2 separate regions of the Mus musculus genome follow, and region 1 is linked to region 2. Evidence: chromatin contacts called from public Micro-C data. All regions are on one chromosome and are shown on one strand. The core of a region is the stretch at or near the end of the contact, and the rest is flanking DNA. Distances in the headings are between cores, read along the strand shown. Region 1 holds the start of Ebf3 (early B cell factor 3). Region 2 holds the start of Sox6os (SRY (sex determining region Y)-box 6, opposite strand).

The links. A called contact is a pair of places that touch in the nucleus more often than the background predicts.
Region 1: a Micro-C map of embryonic stem cells shows a contact between it and region 2, with 19 times the contacts expected there. The contact joins the promoter of Ebf3 here to the promoter of Sox6os in region 2. A contact is called at or near these places in 1 of 39 promoter capture datasets (embryonic stem cells) and 4 of 484 Hi-C or Micro-C datasets (all in embryonic stem cells).

What each region holds. Positions count from the first base shown.
Region 1 is chr7:137,312,770-137,315,902 of GRCm38.p6, reverse strand. Ebf3 (early B cell factor 3) reads left to right here and starts at 1,458. Exons shown (of 16, transcript NM_001113414.1): 1 at 1,458-2,123; 2 at 2,229-2,385; 3 at 2,747-2,810. The coding sequence starts at 1,990.
Region 2 is chr7:116,030,624-116,033,392 of GRCm38.p6, reverse strand. Sox6os (SRY (sex determining region Y)-box 6, opposite strand) reads right to left here and starts at 1,414. Exons shown (of 2, transcript NR_152104.1): 1 at 1,226-1,414; 2 at 843-1,073. The region is part of intron 1 of Sox6 (SRY (sex determining region Y)-box 6); the gene reads left to right.

The DNA of each region.
Region 1 (3,133 bases), core at 209-2,708, about 21 Mb before region 2:
CCAACACCAGCAAAATAGATTGCTTTCCAGCACATCTTTTCTCTCACCCCTTCCAAGTAGCGTGTGGGGGGTCCCCAGATAACGTAAATCGGACTTCGATTTTCCCGATTAATTAAAATATTAACGCACACACACCACCAATTCACAAAAAAAGGAAGAGCTACCCCAGGCCCGGCGGGAAGAGGCTGCCCTGCGACACTTGCGCCCAGAAACCTTTTCTTTTTCTTCTTCTTTTAAAACCAGAAGGGCCTTATTTCTCGTGGCAGGAAAGAGCCTGGGACATCTCCAGGTCGTCCCTTGGGCCTCTGTCGCGCGTCGCACAGATCTCCTTTGGGTGGGCCGAGCGCCTGGGAACCGAATCCGGGCCTCCCGAGCTGGGCCTCCGAGCCCACGCGCTGCCGGCTCCCAGCTGCCCTCCCGGTTCCTCGAAACCAGGTCGGGAAGCCGCAGGGCGCGCGCTCACCCAGGCTGGGAGGCGCAGAGGGCAGGGTCCCTGGCGCCCGCAGTGTCTGCTCTGCTTTTCAGGCGGTTGGAGGTGGGGAGATCTGGCCACCGCACGGACCATGTAACAGGCTGGACACCAGCTCCGGGTCGCCGGAGAGGCTGAGCGCTCTTTCCGTCGGCCCAGAGAGGGCCCAGCCTTCTTTGTCACTGCCGCACCCAAGAACAGGCCAGGGACCCGAAACTCCTGTGGCCACCGGAGGGAGAGGGGGCATCTGGAGGAACCTGTCTCCGACGTGGACCCCGGCCCTGTATTCAGCAGGCTTTGCCGGGGTAGAAAGCATGGGACACCCAGCGGGGCTCAGATGTGGGCACACTGGCCCTTCAGCAGCCTTAGGTCTGCCTAGAAATCAGACTGAGCTGCGCCTCTTGCCCTGGTGGCGGCAGGGAGTGTGGATCCCTAGAAGGGGCATTAGGTACCCTCTTCTCCCAGCCCCTTGTTGTCCCTCCCTCTCCTGGAATCTCCTCCCGCGCGCCTTTCCAGCCTCTTCCTGCTGTTCTCTTTGGGACACCCCAGAGCCAGTGCTGCCCTGGTATTTATTGCATGCGTGTGGGCGACTTGGGGCGCTCCTCCTCCGACCCACGGTGTTTTGACTGTGTGGCAGGTCTTGTGGGCAGGTATAACGGGCCAAGCAGCACTTATGCACTGGCTGCGCTCGCTTCTTTGCGAGATTTATTTGAGCGGGTGGTAACTTCCTCGGCCGCGGCTGGGCTTGTGGAGCCGTGGCGCGTGGCCGGGGGCGGTGGTGGCGCTCGGTGGCGCTCGGAGGCGGCGGGGCTCGCTGGGCTCGCGGGGCTCGGGCCGGCTCGCGGCGCCGTCAGGCAGTCAGTCGGCGAGCGCGGCGGCGGCGGCGGCGAGGGGCGCGGCGAGGGGCGGCCGCTCCCATATATGGCGCAGGCGCCGCCCCCCGACGTCACCCTCTGACAGCGCCGCTCCCGGGGGCTTCGAGTTTTGGCTCCCGGGAAAGGGTCCATTCCTCGGGGAGAGAGGGCTGAGTTTTGTGCGCCTCCGTCCGCTGCGCGCGCCGCTCCAGGCCCCGCCGCGCCCCGCCTGCGCCCGGGACTGCGCCGCGGCACTCACTGCCCCGTTTATTTGTCTTTGGAGCAGGCGGGCCGCGCCAGAAGCGGGCGATCCCGCAGTGTCCTGCAGCCGCGGACGCCGCCTGGCTAGGATGACACCACGTTGAGCGCGCCTGCAAACAACAACAACAACAAGCGCCGCCGCGGCCACCGCGTCCACCGCGCCCTGCTCCTCCGAAGCGTCGCGTCGCCACCGGTGCAGCCCGCCCGCGTCCCCGGCCGTCCGCAGCGCCCGGCCGCCGGTGTATGCGGCGCCTGCCCGGGACGGGCTGAAGCCGGCGGCGGGCCGCACCGCAGGCGCCGAGCAGGGCCAGGGCGGCCAGGGCAGCCTCCTGCCGCCGAGCCCCGAGCGCCGCCGACCGCGGACGCGCTTTCGGCCGGGAGTCGCGGCCGCCGCCAGCAGTGTTCATGTTTGGGATTCAGGAGAATATTCCGCGCGGGGGGACGACCATGAAGGAGGAGCCGCTGGGCAGCGGCATGAACCCGGTGCGCTCGTGGATGCACACGGCAGGCGTGGTGGACGCCAACACGGCCGCCCAGAGGTACGTACCGGCCGCCCCCGCGCGCCTTGGCCCCGGCCCGGCCCGGCCCCCTCCTCCGGCCAGCGCCGCGCTGCTCACCGGGCCGCTGTCCCTTTCCTCCTGCAGCGGCGTGGGGCTGGCGCGGGCGCACTTCGAGAAGCAGCCTCCTTCCAACCTCCGGAAATCCAATTTCTTCCACTTCGTGCTGGCGCTCTACGACAGGCAGGGGCAGCCGGTGGAGATCGAAAGGACCGCTTTTGTGGACTTTGTGGAGAAAGAGAAAGTAAGTGTACACCGGCGATCGCACCCTCCCTCTCCAGGAGTAGGGGGCAGTTGGTGCCCGCGCATGGGGTCCGAGTGCCCCCCTCGGTGGCGGGAGCGCTCCGCCGGGCGACCCCGCCGCCACGTGCGGTCGCACAGGCCCCGCCAAGGGCCGAACAACTTCTCTGTGCCCTCGGACTCACTGGGGGCGAGGGGGAACGCTGGGCTTGCGGCAGGAAAAGTGACATCACCGCGTAGCTGCGAGCCAGGAATCCTGCCTGCAGCGTGTGAGGCCGAGGGGCCTCGGTCCTGGAGGGGGACCGAGCGCGGTGACCGCGCCAGACGCGGCCACGCTAAATGCAATTATTTATCGTTGCTTTCAGGAGCCGAACAACGAGAAAACCAACAACGGCATTCACTACAAGCTGCAGCTACTGTACAGCAATGGTGAGTACCACTGCTTGCTGACTGCCCTTTCGCCCTGAGCGCTGGCTCTCCCTTCCCTCGATGGTTTCAGGACATAAAGATTTTGAGATTAAAATGACATGGGTGTAAACACGAAATCTTCTCATGGCATAGAAGGAAAACAAAACATAAACGATCGATAAGTCGATGGCACTTCACATGATTAACCGGTGGGGCTTGAAGTAGAAAGTAAAAGGAGGATCGATAAGGGCGCCTGCAGAACAGCACTTTTAAGGGACTTTTTTCAGTTTTGCAAATTAATGTTAATTATTGGGATGAGGGTAGCTGCATAAGCCGAGCATAAC
Region 2 (2,769 bases), core at 165-2,664:
TCCGTAAAGTTCGAGGTAGGTATTTCATGGAAGTTCGCACAAGTGTGGGATGGAAGAAGTTGGTGTGCCTACTGTGTTGTGTTAGTGTTTCTCTCTCTCTCTCTCTCTCTCTCTCTCTCTCTCTCTCTCTCTCTCTCTCTCTCTCTCTCTCTCTCTCTCTCCTTCTCCCTCCCCCTCCCCTCTCTCTCCTCTTCCTCCCCTCTCTCCCTTTCCCTCGCTCTTTCTATTCTCCAGCTTAGGGTTCAGATGGGGCTCTTGGATGGCAATGCCCTTTGTACCCACAAGAGGGCAACATCTTGAGGGCTTTGTGAACACTGGATCTTTCATCGCGGCATGCTTGCTTGGGTTTTGAGAAAGTTTTAGCGAAACTTTCAAAGTGATATTTTATGTTATTCATAATATCAAAAAGTAAAGTCATAAAAAAGAAGAAACAAGAGAAAGGTGGAGGAGGAAAGGATGGGGAGAGGGAGAGAGGGGAGAGAGGGGAGAGGGGGAAGAGGGGAGAGGGGAGAGGGGGGAGAGGGGGGAGAGGGAGAGAGAGAGAGAGAGAGAGAGAGAGAGAGAGAGAACAGTTTAGATTGCCAGGGGAGTCTGAGCCACAGAAGGTGGGGGAGGGCTGTTGTAATTGTGGGTTTGGCCGACTGACGACTGGAGTGCCCTCTTCGGCAATCTTAGTTGTAGCCGGAGGTCATGTAAATCGACCTTAAAAGAATGCATAAGCCATAAATTAAACCCTCACCCAACGGCTGATCCATAAGTAGACAAAATCTAACCTGGACAAAACGGGCTTCCTTTAGGGCCGAGTTAACCCCTCTCCCCCAATAGAAACTCAATGCGAAGTTAGTTTTGTTAGAGAATGAATATTTTGTTTTCTTGAAAAGTGTCGATTTGCCGTGTGACTGCGCCGCCGCAGTTCTAAGAGGCGTCAGTGTTAGCCAGGCTGTGGCTCAGGGGCCGGGAGGACCCGCAGGGCTTCTGAACCTCCCCCATTTCGGACTGGGATCGTTGGCTAGTTGTGGGGTTGACGCTGGCCTAGGGCGGGCGGGACTCCAGGATCTTCGTAGCTCTCCGCGCTAGGGGTGAAATTTACCCGGAGGATTAAAGAAAACCCGGGTGGCTAGAAGCCGCGCGCTCCCTCCTCGCCCTCCACCACCGGGGCTTCCCACGACTTTCCCGGGACGCTCGAGTTCCAGTTCCCCTTGCTCCCTCCACTATTGCACTTTACTTTTAATGGTCCTCTCAGCAGTACACAAACCGAACTCCAAGGCAGTTTGCAACCCAACGGTGGTCCTTTTTGCTCAGCACGCTTGCTGCGCAGGCTGGCCCGCTGACGGCGTGGGCGAGGGACAGCCCCGTAAGGCTCGCGCGGGTTCGGCTTCCAGGTCCTCTGCGCTTCAGCCGGCACCCTCGGCTCAGAGCCTGACCCGCAACCTTCGTCCCTCTAGGCTCTCTGCCCGGCCCGCTACTGGCTGCCCGCTGCGGGCCGATGTTCGGAGCACCGGCTGGGCCCTGGGCGGGAGGCGGTGTTGGCGAGGCTCGCCTGCCCCGGGGGAGCTGCTTTCGGCTTTCTCCCTTAAAGGGCAGTACGAAGAAGGACCCGGGTTTGTGCAAAGGCTGCTGGGGCTGAACTGCTGCAAATGCAAAGGAACGGCCGGGCTCTGCGGAGGACAGACTGGCTCCGGGTCCGCGCAGCTTTAAGATAAAAAGAATTGGTGTGTTCGGATAGATAAAAGGTGGTCGTTTCCGGCGTATTATGAGTTTTATTTAAGCTTGTCTGACTCTGACCAAGTTTGAAAATGTTTGTTTGTGTGAATGACCAGTTATCGGCAGCGACTCCAGTTTGTGGTCTAAAATAAGTCATTTACTGGGCTGGCAGGGCTGCTAGTTAGCAAGATGGGCTGTTCTAGGCTGCTTCTGCGAGTTGCCTCCTGTAAGGGCCGCACTTGAAGTTTCAGTCTCAAGATAGTCCGAAACTGTCCCAGCGGCACAATAGATTGGGCTCCGGACCTCCAGTTTCAATGTCTGAGAGGGAGTTCTGGTGACTTCTCGGTCCTGGACGCTGGGCTCCAGGGTGAACTCCAGTGGCTTGGCTTTTGGCCCTCACGGAACCGCCCAGCCAGCAACCCAGTGGAGAGAATGCCCCTTCCCCCCGCCCACCAGGGTCTCCTCTCTTCTGTCCTTTGTAGTCACATGTCCGGGTTTTCCCCCTGGTCCGAGAACAGACACAGCCCCGCCCAGTCTATTTCTAGAAGGTGGGTTCGGTGAATAAAAAGGTCAAGTGGTTACGTTCCCGAGCTGGTCCACAGTGAGGGGGGACAGGACAGACACCTGGCAAGGCCCGCCCCGCCTGTCCCCCCAACCCTGGCGGGCCTGCCTGCCTGCGACTGGCCTCCCTAGGCCACATTCTTGTGTTAGGTTGGAGAGGCGAGAGGCGGTAGGAGAGGGAACCCTGAACCGGCCCAGAGCAGGCGAAGCTGATCCCGAGATGGCATTTTGTTTTGAACAGTTGGTGGGGAGGACGCTTCCTCATAAGGTAAGGTGTCAACTGGACAGTTGGCTGCCCAAATGCCACATGTATAATTAGCCTGCGTACTCAGCACCTCATCCCCAAGGCCCATAGGCACGGGCTTGGCTGACTTGAGTAGCTCAGTTCAGCTCTGGATTACAGGATTCCCAAGGGAAGCCTAACCGGCCAGGAGAGCCTGGAGAGGCCCTGGCTAGGAAGACTGACCATGAAATCTCGCTTTTGATTTTTGCCTTTTCTCCTTC